Linked DNA regions of Mus musculus: region 1 is linked to region 2. Evidence: chromatin contacts called from public HiCAR-type data. All regions are on one chromosome and are shown on one strand. Each heading gives the region's core, a stretch centred on a gene start, on an enhancer-like site or on the middle of the called end of the contact. The rest is flanking DNA. Distances are from core to core; before and after follow the strand shown. Region 1 overlaps Bmerb1 (bMERB domain containing 1). Region 2 has its middle 18 kb from the start of Mpv17l.

Region 1 (6,208 bases), core at 3,653-6,152, 83 kb before region 2:
CCTCCCCTGTTGAGGAGGCCGTTGAATGCTTCAGAACCTTACAGGTGCCTTTCATCACATACCCATTACAGTCTAATTCTGCCATCACTGCTGTGCTCAAAGTGGGCTGTGCGTGCAGCTTTCTGCTGTCACTCTGCCTCGTTCCTGCTCAGTCTGTCAGTCTGTTCACATCATGGGAGAGTATCCATCTGGATGCTTTCTTGTGTGTGAAAGAGTGCATGTTCATGGTCGATGTGTGTGTGCATGTATGTGCACACATGTGTGCACATGCATGTCTGTGTGTCTGCATGTGTTTACATGTGTGTCTTTGTGTGTCTGTGTCTGTGCATGTGCATGCATGCATGCATGTATGTATCTGTGTATGCATGCAGGTGTGTATGTGTGTCTATTCAGTGCAGGTACAAGTGCTTGTATGAGCACCTATATATGGGGACCAGAGAACAATGTCAGCTATCATTCCTCATCTTGGTCTTTTGAGATAAAGTATCTTACTAGAACCAAACACTCATCAAGTAGGCCACAAAGCTAGCTAACAAGCTCTAAGGATTGCCTTGTCTTTGTCCCTTGGCTCTGGGATTACAAGAAAATGCCACCATGCCTAGCCTGGCTTTCTTATGTGAGCTGTGGAACGTGAAGTCAGGTCCTTGTGCTTGTAAGGTAGTTTAACAGGTGGGCTTTCTTATCTCCCCAGCCTCTTGGTCTTGGGCCTTAGCACGGAGTTATGTCTAGTCACCAGTGCTTACTCCCAGCCATTAGTAATGGTCTCTCTGGTCTTAGGTGCTTCCTTGCAGTGATAGTCTGAGTAGGTATCAGGGAAGAAAAACTCTGTGAAAGACAGGAAGGGTATGAAATATGGTTGCTTCTTTGGGTTCTTTCCAATGGATGGCTTGAGAAGGCCCCATCATTGTGTGAGGTCACCACTGCTCTGTACCTAAGCAGTTAAGAATTAATCACAGATCATAGATCATCTTATAATGATTACAAGTTAGAGAACAGAGGAAAAATCAGTTAAGTATTAGCAGAATGAGTCATAAGTTGGATACTGTGGTCTGGTTTCAATATAAATTGACTTTATAAAATATGTTCAAATATCTTATTAGCCATATGCATTTGCCTGAACAGTAATTAAATTTTGGAATGAGGAGACTTTTTTTCTTTTTCTTTTAAAGTGTGTGTGAGCATGCAAGTGGGCACACACATTACAAAGCACATCAGTCCTTGTCTTTCCACCTTGTCTGAGTCAGAATCTCTTTGCTGTCGTGTAAGCCAAGCTAAGTGACCCCAGGACTGACCCCTGTGTCCACTGATATTATTACCGACGTTGTGCTGCTGTCTCCAGACCCAAAATCCACGTGGCCAGGCTTGCACACTCAGCCATCTCTCCAGCCCTTTAAGGGAGCTTCTTTTGGTTTTGTCTTATTTTCTGGCAGAGTCTCACATAGCCCAGGATGACCTTATTATTGTAATTAAAGATGACTTTGAACTGTTGATCCTCCTGCCTCTACTACCCACATGCTGGGTGTCTGCATCCACCCCCAGTTATGTGGTACAAAATCCAGGACCTTGCATGTGCTAAGCAAGTACTCTTACCAACTGAGCTCTGTTTCCAAGCCTAAAAATGCTTTTAGCTTCCAAAGGTCTTCTCCTCTGAAACTGAGAAGCCTTTCCTTACAGAGACACTTGACCCAGTTTCCACTATTGCTGGACTAGCGCTTTACACTGAGTGGGTCCTTAATAAGTTCTAGACTGGACTGAAGACCCCTGAGATGTTAGGAGAACAATTTGTCATTATTCAATTAATAGGAAGCCAAGTTTCAGAGCCGGAGAAGCATGACCATGTGTGTTGCTGACAATCAAGCCCCTTGCACATTTGAGAAAACTACCATCCTGTTACCCCATATCTCTCTTTTCAAGTTGTAACAAAAGAAAAAGAGGGTCTTGGTATTTTTCTTGAAAAATACAAACTATGTTTGATCAAGCCCAAGCAAGAAGAAATCATAGAACTCAACATACAAAGATAAAAAACTTTTCATATTTTTCCTCTCCTTTTTTGTTGGGAGCACAAAGATCCTTTCGCCCACAGACCACTAAGGAAATCAGGAATGTTAAACATGCAGGGTTGTCTTTTCAGTGAAAAAAAAGATATATAATCTGTTTTCTACCCAAAAAGCTGTGAATGGAGGCAGTTAATAGCCAGGTGATCTGCATGATCTGAAGGATCTGGCCGTATTCAGCTCCCACAAGCAGGACCGCAGGTGGCTAATATTCGCAGTGACCTTTGCCTTATTTGTATGGCCAGGGGCTCCTCTAGGCTCCCACAGTCAGGGCTGGAGGTGGCTAACAACCCAAAAGACCTCTACACTATCTGTATGACTAAGCTCACACCAGATTCTCCCCTAAGCCCTTAAGCTAGTATTTGTAATCTATCTCTAGAACCCCTCTTCTTAGAAGAAATGACATGTACTGTCAGTTGAGTTTCTATGTAATTATGCCTACTTGTGTACCCAGGGTTGTATTACACTAGGAACCTTTTTTTCTAAATTGTACTGTGCTTAAATATGCGTACAATAATCTCCTTGGGGCCAGATCATGAAGTTTAAACCAACCCCACTTTACTAAATTGTGCCGAGCCTTCTTGCCTCTTAAGGTTCATTTCTCTTCCAGCAGTAGAGTTTACAGGGACCCCCAATTTTTTTCATGTGATTAACTCAGTTATTTGTTTGTTTAAAAAGAAAAAGAAAGCTTTGGAGATGGCTCAGCCAGTAAATCATAAGGATTTTTGTTTAATTCCTAGGGCCCATATAAATAGCCAGATGCAACAGTGTGTACCTGTGATCACAGACCCAGGAAGGTGGAGGCAGGTGGATCCCTGGGTGTTGCTGAGCAAGCGCTAGGCCAGTGAAGGTCCCTTTCTTAAAAAGCATGGTAGCCAACTCCTGAGGAAAAACATCCACTGTTGACCTCTGGCCTCCACATATACACCACACACACATATGTGCACTTGTACACACATGAACCGACACGCATAACAAAGAGAGTCATAGCTAATGCCAGCATTCTAGAAGGAGTTCTAAAGGACGGTGAGAAAGGATGTTATGTCAGAGGACTTCTGCACGAACTAAATGGCTGAGCTCTTACTGGGATTTACCAAATGTCTGTAATGGTAGCAGAGAGAGCTCCCCTAGAGTCTTCCCTTTGCCACAAACATGAACACCATACAGAAAATGGCACCTATCAAAACTAAGAATATAAAATCTGAAAATATAAAACTAATAATATAATGCCTCAAAGTTTCTAGGATCCCCACTTATGTCTCCTTTCCCTGTCAAAGGCCCAACACAACACTCCATGTTGCTCTCAGCATCTTATCAGCAACCACTTGTCTTAACCCTAACCGATGGCTTCAGCTCCTTTTTTTTCCTTGTATTGCTTCATTAACATGGGCATTTCTTTCTCGTGCCTTTAAAGGATACTAACTGAACACAGACAAATGCTAGGCCAATATGCCAAATGATTCCCACTCAGAATAGAAGGGGAACCAATATATAAACTCCTCTGTCTTGGTTAGGGTTTCACTGCTGTGAGGGACACCATGACCCAGGCAACTCTTATAAAAAAGAAAACATTTATTTGGGGTTGACTTCCATGGTGCTGGAGGTGCCAAGAGTTTTACATCTTGATCCAAAGGCAGCCAGGAGGAAACTGTCTTCTACACTTGGGTATAGCTTGAGCTTATATGTGTGACCTTTGAAGCTCACCTCCACAGTGACACTTTTCCCCCCAACAAGGCCACACCTTCTAATAGTGCCACTCATTATGGGGCAAGCATTCAAACACATGAAATCTATGAGGGCCATTCCTGTTCTAACCACCACATCCCATAGGCTTACAGCCATAACATAATGCAAAATGCATTTAGTCCAACTTCAAAAGTCTACATAGTCTATCACAGTCTCAATAATGTTTAAAAGTCCAAAGTTAGAAGTCTCTTCTGAGACTCATGTGATCTCTTAACTGTAATACATATAAAATCAAAATCAAAAAGCAGATCGCATACTTTCAACATATCAAGGCACAGAATATACATTCTAAAATGTCATAGTAAGGAAATACTGGGCCAAAGCAAGACTGAAAACCAGATGGACAAACTCCAACTCTGCATTTCCATGTCTGATGTCCAACTCCTTCCAGCTACAATGACAGCAAGACACTTCTTGATCTTGGGCATGTTCAACTTCCTGTTAGCAGCTTTCCTTGGCAGGTATTCCACAGCTCTGGCATCGCTAACATCTGAGAGTCTCCAAGGCAACTTTAACTTCACAGCTTCTTGTTCCAGTGTCTGGGATCCACACGTGATCTTCTGAGATCCTCCAAAGGGCTTGGGGCACTTCGCCAGCTCTGCCCTCTGTAGCACTCTAGGCTCTGGCTGACTCTCCTCCTCTGCTGCTGCTGTTCTTGGTAGTCATTCCGTGGTACTGGTATCTACAATATGCTGGGGTCTCTGCTGCCACTAGGCTGCACTTTCACCAATAGCCTCTCATAGGCTTTCTTCACAGTGCCAAGTCTCAACTTCCTTGCATGACCCCTTTAGTCCTGGGCCTTCAACTGCCACTGAAGCTGCACCTCCACCAATGTCCTTTGTAGCTGCTTGTATTACAAATGCAAATTATGTTCTCCCCAAAACTATTTGCACAAGAGGGTCTGCACATAGCTTCTAGAACCCTGCCTGAGTTGGTTCTGTTTGGTAAATTAAGGTGTCAGCACCTAGTAGTTGGGGAGGACAGACAGAGGTGGGATTTTAGGGTTTCTCGGGCTTGAGACTGGGAGAAGAGAAAGAGGAGAGCCATGCTGTAGGAGAGTGTGGAGAGAGGAGAGGCACAAAGGTTGCCATGGGGTGGAGAATGAAGAAGAGCACTCTGGACTCTGCCCCTCAGTACCTCAGAGGCAAGCTCTTTGGACATGGTGATCTTTGTTCCATTTGTAAAATGTTGGTCCCAGGACTAGGATATAGCTCAATTGGTGAATATTAAAAACTCTGAATTCTATCTTCAACATTGAAACCAAAAAAAAAAAATAGATATCGACTTCATAATCTCCCAACTTAGGAGGTAGGAACAGGAGGGCCAGAAATAAAGGGACATGGACAATTTGCACAATCACTCAAAACAAAAGAGAAAACAAAAAAACAAAAACCAACAAAGCAGGCCTGGGGCACACACCTGTAATCCCAGCATTCAGTTAGAGGCAGAAAGATCAGAAGTTCAAAGTCATGTTCAGTCATTTATCTAATGCAAAGTCAACAGCAGCTAGAGCAGAGCTGAGGTCAGCTTTGCCTCAATACACAGGCTCTATGCACTCAAAGAGTTCCAGTCTGCAGCAGCTAGGTAGCGCTGCAGCTCAGGCACAGCTGCAGCTCAGGCACAGCTGCAGCTCAGGCACAGCTGCAGCTCTGGCACAGCTGCAGCTCAGGCATGGTGTGCTTGCCTACCACATGCTAGGGCCAACACTGCAGAGCTGTGAAACAGCCAAGAAACGCCCTCCTTGTGTGTTTATACAGTCATTTGCAAATTCATTGACTACACTCTCCGCCTCTTTTTCTTAGAAACTTATTAACAACTGTGACTCTTCAGAAAAAGATTTACAAAACACTGCCTCAGAAAAAGGCAAATTGCTACCGGGAAATTCTGTTTAAACTCTGCCTCTGATAGGCTTCTCTGTGGTACCTTTAGATCAGCATGTACCAGGCCGGTAAGCAGAAGCACACGGAGGGTTAGACATTTTTAGAAACTTGTTAATGCCCAGTAACCCGACCTCTTTAGGAACTGACACATGAATTTTCATGGTTGCTTAGGAATCAAATATCTCTATGCAATCATCAGGTATGTGAGAATTCCTATGATGTGCCAGCACCTGTGTTAACACAAGGATTATCTGACCTGCCAGCCAGGCAGGCTGTCAAAGCTGTGACCCTGAGCTGAAAATACGTGCCCACAGTGGACATTTTTAGTTTGTGGAACAGCTAAATTTGGTAACAGAAAGTATGGGGTGAATTTTGTCTCAGTTCACATCAAACTTCACATCTATTTGAGGTTTTTACAAAGCGAATAAAGCACCAGGCACTAAGGAGCAAGTGAGAATATCTGGGGTTTCAGTTACCTTTCTGCACCCTTTAGACTCCAGGGTTTCAAGGATCACTGCTCACCGGACC
Region 2 (7,200 bases), core at 3,447-5,946:
TACAGGCTGGGAAGGGGATTGATGGGGGGGGGGGGGGAGTGGAAGAGATGAAGTCTCCATCTTTCCTTTTCTAAGCTTCACTGACAAATTGTGTCTGTGGACCTTGACCTCCTTAAAATGCCCTAAAGACCAAGTCGATTGGGATAGAAATCATCTGTCCCTTTCCTTCTGTTTTAGTCACAGAATAGTACAGATGCCACACACAAAATAGCCACAAAGGAGTAGTAAAGGCTAGCCAACAGATTCCTCTGCTTGTATGAAAGAGAAAACAAAGATAGGACAGTGGCTGGGAGCCATGTAGCAGGGTTCCATGCCTGCTCCATCCTTCCCAGAAATGAACACAAACGACACTCCTTCCCTTAGGGGCTCAGGAATGTCTTCTAATCTCCCATGGCTACAACCCTTCAGCATGTCCACTGAAAAGGGGTTCTTGTCTGCTTTAGTCATCTCCTGCCACAATGAAAATCCAACATCTAAGGCACACAAACACAAGTCTGACAGATATGGCAGTGACACAAAGACCAACAATGAGACTTTTTCTAACCAGCCCACCTTCCAGCCATTCAGTGAATCCTGGAGGTCTTGGATTCCTAGTCAATGCACCAAGATATTATGCCCAAGTCGTGGGATCCCGAAGACCACCGATGAGCCAATTCTGATGCAAACATATATGGGTCCTGTCTTAGTCAGGGTTTCTATTCCTGCACAAACATCATGACCAAGAAACAAGTTGGAGAGGAAAGGGTTTATTCGGCTTACACTTCCATACTGCTGTTCATCACCAAGGAAGTCAGGACTGGAACTCAAGCAGGTCAGAAAGCAGGAGCCAATGCAGAGGCCATGGAGGGATGTTCTTTACTGGCTTGCCTCATCTGGCTTGCTCAGCTTGCTCTCTTATAGAACCTAAGACTACCAGCCCAGAGATGGTCCCACCCACAAGGGGCCTTTCCCCCTTGGTCACTAATTGAGAAAATGCCTTACAGTTGGATCTCATGGAGGCATTTCCTCAACTGAAGCTCCTTTCTCTGTGGTAACTCCAGCTGTGTCAAGTTGACACAAAACTAGCCAGTACAATTGACCCCTTGTCAACTTGACAGACAAACACATCACTAGTAAGCCTCAACTCTTACAATCTTATTCATCCCCAATATCTAAATAACTTTAAAAGTCCCACAGTCTTTACATATTCTTAAAATTTCAAACTCTTTAAAATGTCCATCTCTTTTAAAATCCAAAGTCTTTTTACAATTAAAAGTCTCTTAACTGTGGGCTCCACTAAAACAGTTTCTTCCTTCAAGAGGGAAAATATCAGGGCACAGTCACAATCAAAAGCAAAAGTCAATCTCTAACCGTCCAATGTCTGGGATCCAACTCACGATCTTCTGGGCTCCTCCAAGGGCTTGGGTCACTTCTCCAGCCAGGCCCTTTGTAGCACACACGTCATCCTCTAGGCTCCAGATGCCTGTACTCCACTGCTGCTGCTGCTCTTGGTGGTCATCTCATGGTACTGGCATCTCCAAAACACTGCATGACCCCTTCAGTCCTGGGCCTTCAATTGCAACTGAGGCTGTACCTTCAGCAATGGCCTTCCATGGCCTCTCACAGTGCCGAGCCTCAGCTGCTTTGCGTGACCCCTTCATGCCTTCAAAACCAGTACCACCTGGGTGACCCTTACATATTACCAAGTCCTGCTGCAGCAGGAGTACAACCTTGGCCATCTCTGGAACACAGCATCTTTGTGCTTTCAGAAAACACTTCCCAGAAGATGTCACCTCAATGATGCTGGTCTCTTCTTAATCACCGCTAATTTCTTAGCTCCAGCTAACCAGCATCAATAGTCCCAGTAATGCAAAGTTTTTGCTTTGGTAGTTCTGGTATCTTGTTAATCACAGCTGATTCTTCAGCCCCAGCTAACCAGAACTACAGAATCTTCACATTCAAAACAGCAATGGCCCTGAAAAGAGTCTTTAATTTTCCCTCTGAAATTTCACAAACCAGACCTCCATCTTCTGCAGTGTTCTCAACATTATCTTCCAAGCTCCTACACAACATCTGACAGAGCTCTTAACAACGGATGGATCTTTAAGCCCAAAGTTCCAAAGTCCATCCACAGTCCTCCCCAAAACATGGTCAGGTTGTCACAGGAATACCCCACTCTGCTGGTACCAATTTGTCTTAGTCAGGGTTTCTATTCCTGCACAAACATCATGACCAAGAAACAAGTTGGAGAGGAAAGGGTTTATTCGGCTTACACTTCCATACTGCTGTTCATCACCAAGGAAGTCAGGACTGGAACTCAAGCAGGTCAGAAAGCAGGAGCCAATGCAGAGGCCATGGAGGGATGTTCTTTACTGGCTTGCCTCATCTGGCTTGCTCAGCTTGCTCTCTTATAGAACCTAAGACTACCAGCCCAGAGATGGTCCCACCCACAAGGGGCCTTTCCCCCTTGGTCACTAATTGAGAAAATGCCTTACAGTTGGATCTCATGGAGGCATTTCCTCAACTGAAGCTCCTTTCTCTGTGGTAACTCCAGCTGTGTCAAGTTGACACAAAACTAGCCAGTACAGGTCCTTATCTCAAAAAAAAAAAAAAAAAAAAAAAAGCTAGAGGCTAGAGAGATTGCTCGTGATTAACAACACTGGTTGCTCTTGCAGAGGACTCATGTACAATTCCCAGCACCCAAATGACACTACCAACTGTAAATTCAGTTTCAGGTGATCTAATGCCTCCTTCTAACCTCCATGGGCACCAGTCATTCAAGTGTTTCATAGACATACATGCAGGAAAGCACCCATACACGTAAAATAAGTACATATGATAACATAGAATTCATCTCTTCCTCCCACTCCCTCTGTATTACCCTCTTTTCCTTCTCAAATTACTGCCCCCCCAACACGCACTGTTTTTCCTCTTTCCCCCTTCATAGCACCTGTATTCTACTATCTTCCTTTCTATAGCTTCTTTTCCCTCCTTCCCTCATGGTCCCTTTAAACTTTCCAGGCTCTTGCAGTTACTCTGGGTTATATACTCAAATCTAGAGATTTAGAGCTAGGATCCTGCCACAGACTGGACTCAGTCAGTCCCTCAACCCGAGGGAATTTCAGGGTTCCAGTGCTCAGATGGACAAGGAGTCGGTGGGGTGACAAACAGACACGGACACCAGAGAGAGTGCTGTATCTGAATGTAATTTCTCAAAGTAAGCATCAGACTTATAATACAGAAGAAAACAAGGAAGTTAGGTGACACATCAGCCAAGGTACATTGAGGTTACCTGATGCTTAATGACTCTTTACACAAAACAGAAGAATGCATGCATAAAGACTAGCAGGAACTAGGCAATGTAACAACTGAGGCAAAGTCTGTCCTCTCTAAGGTCAGCTATATTCTTAGAAGCCAGGTGTGAGGTCGTTACGCTCCCAGGGCTTTCACACCCAAGCCATAGTTCTAATTCTGATTTACTGTTTAACCCACCATCAGCCAGCTCTTAGTAAATACCTAACTATGCTATTCCTCTGGGCTAGTGAAAGTATGTGCTAGGGAGTTCTGCTCTAGCTAACCTTCTCATGAATAATGCGATACTCTAAAACCACAGCCCGACCTACTTCCTAAATCATTGAAAATTCCTGTTTATGGGAGTGACTCGGCTGTTATTCTAAGTGATTTTGTGGGGGGCTTTCTTCTACTAAGTAAAGTAGTCTGCCATACATAACTATAGTAAGAATTCTAAACTTACTTTGCTAAGCTTACCTTGAAATTTCTAACTATGTAGTAGATAGTAATGCCTGATTTCTTTCACTCTTTCAATACTGGAGGCAATTCGTCTGAATAGGTAACATTGTTACTAAATTCCAAGCCCAGGGTAGGCTCAAGGACTGCCTAGGACATTGGTGAAGGCTAGGAAGCAAAGTTCAATCTAACTTAGGTATTTGTCAAATCATTGCTTGGAGGCACCTATAATAAAACAATACTGAAAGAAAGCACACAGAATCATTTATCGACTGACACAAGGACAAATTTGGAGCATTTGTGCTATGGGATGCCAAGGCTCCAGGAGACTAGTTTCCATGAAACTTTTTGCCTCAGAACTGCATCCAAGCTTTGGGCCTGTCACGTGGTTTTCACTGGAGTGGATGTGGCAGGATCCACATATAAGAGAGAACATGTCTTTCTGAATTTGGATTACTTTCATTCACTTATATTGTGGTTTAAATATGACTGGCACTACTACTTGGTTGTAGTTTGTATGGCCTTGTTGGAGGAAGTGTCACTATGGTGGTAGGCATTGAGACCCTCCTTCTAGCTTCCCATGAAACAGTCTTCTCCTGTTTGCTCTCATAACAAAATGTAGAACTGGAGGTACTGGAGGCTCCTCCAGCACCATGCCTACCTAGACTAAACCTCTGAAACCTGTAAGACAGCCCCAATTCCTTGGTCATGGTGTCTCTTCACAGGAATGGAAACCCTAACCAAGACAACTTACCTATAAATTTCATTCTTTGTTGGGCCTTATTCGGCCAGATACTGAGGCCTTGTGAGGAAGCTTGAGCCTTTGCTGGAGTTTAGAGACCTGTCTTTGAATATGACCTCCTTAAGCCTGCCTCTTCCTAGCTACCGCTGATGTGTCAATTTCTTATAGGTCCCGTCATCTCACACCACCCCATACATCACCGTGGGCAGGGCGAGGCAGAGCAGGGCGGCTGCCTCACCTCAGTGCATACCATAGGGACCGTTCTCTCTGCCCAGGTACTCAGTGCTCAGGGTGGCAGACTGGGCACAACCTGGTCAGGCTCCCATGGACCTCCTGCACTGCTGGCTCTTTCAGATGTCTTCCTCATGCTGTACACCTCTGTGGGGCAGCAGTCCCCTGAGATCCAGGTTCCCACCAGGATCATCACATCACCTCGAACATCCAAACCTAAGGCATCAAATTCGGGAAACAAAAAGAGCCAACTTTGCCAATACCAGCTTTCCCTGGCCATTCAGAAGGACCATCGCTTTCGGGGCCTGTTTGATCCCTCCACCCCAGTGCTGCTGTGGGACAACCTCTTCACTCAAGAGCTGTGGAGTAATCTGTGCCAGCACAAAGTCCCCAATGGAGGTTAGGGCCTTTCCCACAAAGTCATTGCCTCTACCCTGAGACTCCTGAAAAATCCAGAGCACAGAGCTGTTTGATGCCTCCAGGAAACTACCTCTAAGCTGTAATCGCTGTGCCATGGTGGCTACCAACACCTGTGGGACTACTGAGGAATACTGCTTGCAGACTGGTGTGACCGGAGTCAACAAGTCCTGTCACTGTGCAACGTTGGCCAACACCACCTACAACCTTCCTAACCGACTACAACAAACAGGCCAATGCCACCTAGTGGCAAAGCCAGACTATGCTGGCCAGGGTACAGTACCACAACTCCATCAACCTCATGCTACATCTGGGAAAGGCTTGTGATGTCACTTACGTGGGCCTCAAGTTCCACACCAGCTGCCCAGAGAATTTCGCCATTCATAAGCACACTGGGGAAGACAGGCCCTGGATTCCTTCAGTGGGTCCTGTAAGAACACATGCTCAAAGGCTAACCGTGGCTTCATCAGGACAGGAGGCGACGAGCAACAGGCTTTGTGTGCTGATAAATTCAATGACATTTCCCGACTCACCGGTGGCAACATGGCCTTTTCAACTCTGGAAGGAAGGCCAAGTGCCTACAACTCTGACAACAGACCCGTACTACAGGAATGGGTAATTGCCACTGACATCAAAGTGACACCTTTGAAGATGAAGTGTTTAATGACCCCAAAGTTCTCCAAACATTATTATTATACAATCTCAGACTTTGCTGTGGGTGGCAGGTGTAAATATAACGGACATGCCAGTGAGTGTATAAAGAAAGAGTTTAACAAACTCGTATACAACTACAAACAACACATACGGAGTTGACTTGGCAGGTGTAATATATAACAGACTTGACAGTGAGTGTAAAAAGACAAACTCGTATACAACTACAAACAACACATATGGAACTGACTGTGAAAAGTGCCTGTCTTTCTTCAATGACCAGCTGTGGAGGAGGGCAACTGCTGAGAGTGCCAGTGAGTACTTTCCTTGTGGCTGCAATGGCCCATCCCAAGAATGCCACTTTGACCCTGAACTATACCGTTCCACTGGACCCGGTGGCCACTGTACCAACTGCCGGGATAACACAGATGGTGTCAAGTGCAAGAGATGTTGTGAGAACTCCTTTTGCCTTGGGAACACTAAAGCCTGCTCTCCGTGCAACTACAGCCCTATTGGTTCTCTCAGCACAGTGTGACAGTTAACAGCAGGTGCAGCTGTAAGCCCAGAGTGATGGGTGACAAGTGTGACCATTGCCAGCTTGGGTTCCATTCCCTCACTGAGGCAGAATACAGGCCATGCCCCTGCGATCCTTCTGGCAGCAGAGATTAATATAATGTTGAAACAGGGAAATGTGTTTGCAAAGAAAACATTGAAGGCTTCAGCTGTGAGAGATTCAAACCTAGATTTTAAAATCTGGAGTCATCTAATCCTAAGGATTACACACCCTGCTTCTGCTTTGGATATTCTTCTGTGTACACAAATGACGTTGGCTATAGTGTCTATGACGTCTCCTTGACCTTTCAGATTGATGAGGATGTGTGGCATGTGGAATGTAGAAATGGCTCGGAGGCATCTCTGTCTCTCAAGTGGTCTTCAGACAGGCAAGATATCGCCGTGATCATAGACAGTTACTTTCCTAGATACTTCATCATCCCTGCAAAGTTCCTGGGCAACTAGGTCCTGAGTTACATTAAGAACCTTTTCTTGGGGGCTGGAGAGATGGCTCAGCAGGTAAGAGCACCCGACTGCTCTTCCAAAGGTCCTTAGTTCAAATCCCAGTAACCACATGGTGGCTCACAACCATCCGTAACAAGATCTGACTCCCTCTTCTGGTGTGTCTGAAGACAGCTACAGTGTACTTACATGTAATAAATAAATAAATCTGAAAAGAACCTTTCTTCTCCTTCCGAGTGGACAGACAGAAAACACTTGCCTCTCTTGCAGAGGACCTTGTCCTTGAAGGAACTGGCTTGAGAGTATCCATGCCCTTGATTGCTCAGGGCAACTCCTACCCTAGCAAGACCACTGTGAAGTACATCTTCAGGCTCCATGAAACAAGAGATTACACTTGGATTCCCACTTATCTTCAACAC

Evidence for each region. HiCAR-type assays count read pairs that join an accessible place to other places.
Region 1: a contact with region 2 is called in a HiCAR-type map of kidney, with 4 times the contacts expected there. The contact joins two enhancer-like sites. A contact is called at or near these places in 1 of 15 datasets of contacts at CTCF or cohesin (embryonic stem cells), 39 of 484 Hi-C or Micro-C datasets (the G1E-ER4 cell line, the HL-1 cell line, the Patski cell line and 12 more), 5 of 115 datasets of contacts at active chromatin or transcription factors (embryonic fibroblasts, embryonic stem cells and kidney) and 1 of 9 other capture datasets (embryonic stem cells).

The regions. Positions count from the first base shown.
Region 1 is chr16:14,003,620-14,009,827 of GRCm38.p6, reverse strand. All of the region lies in intron 1 of Bmerb1 (bMERB domain containing 1), which reads right to left. Among named protein-coding and RNA genes, the nearest start is that of Ifitm7, 20 kb to the right of the region's middle. Within about 2 kb of position 4,902, at least 56 of the 459 cell types and tissues checked have an H3K27ac peak or open chromatin away from gene starts, as enhancers often do. A contact at or near this core is called in kidney, where this site is marked.
Region 2 is chr16:13,919,412-13,926,611 of GRCm38.p6, reverse strand. It overlaps a transcript of Mpv17l not described here and the pseudogene Gm15950. Among named protein-coding and RNA genes, the nearest start is that of Mpv17l, 18 kb to the left of the region's middle. Within about 2 kb of position 4,696, at least 4 of the 459 cell types and tissues checked have an H3K27ac peak or open chromatin away from gene starts, as enhancers often do. A contact at or near this core is called in kidney, where this site is marked.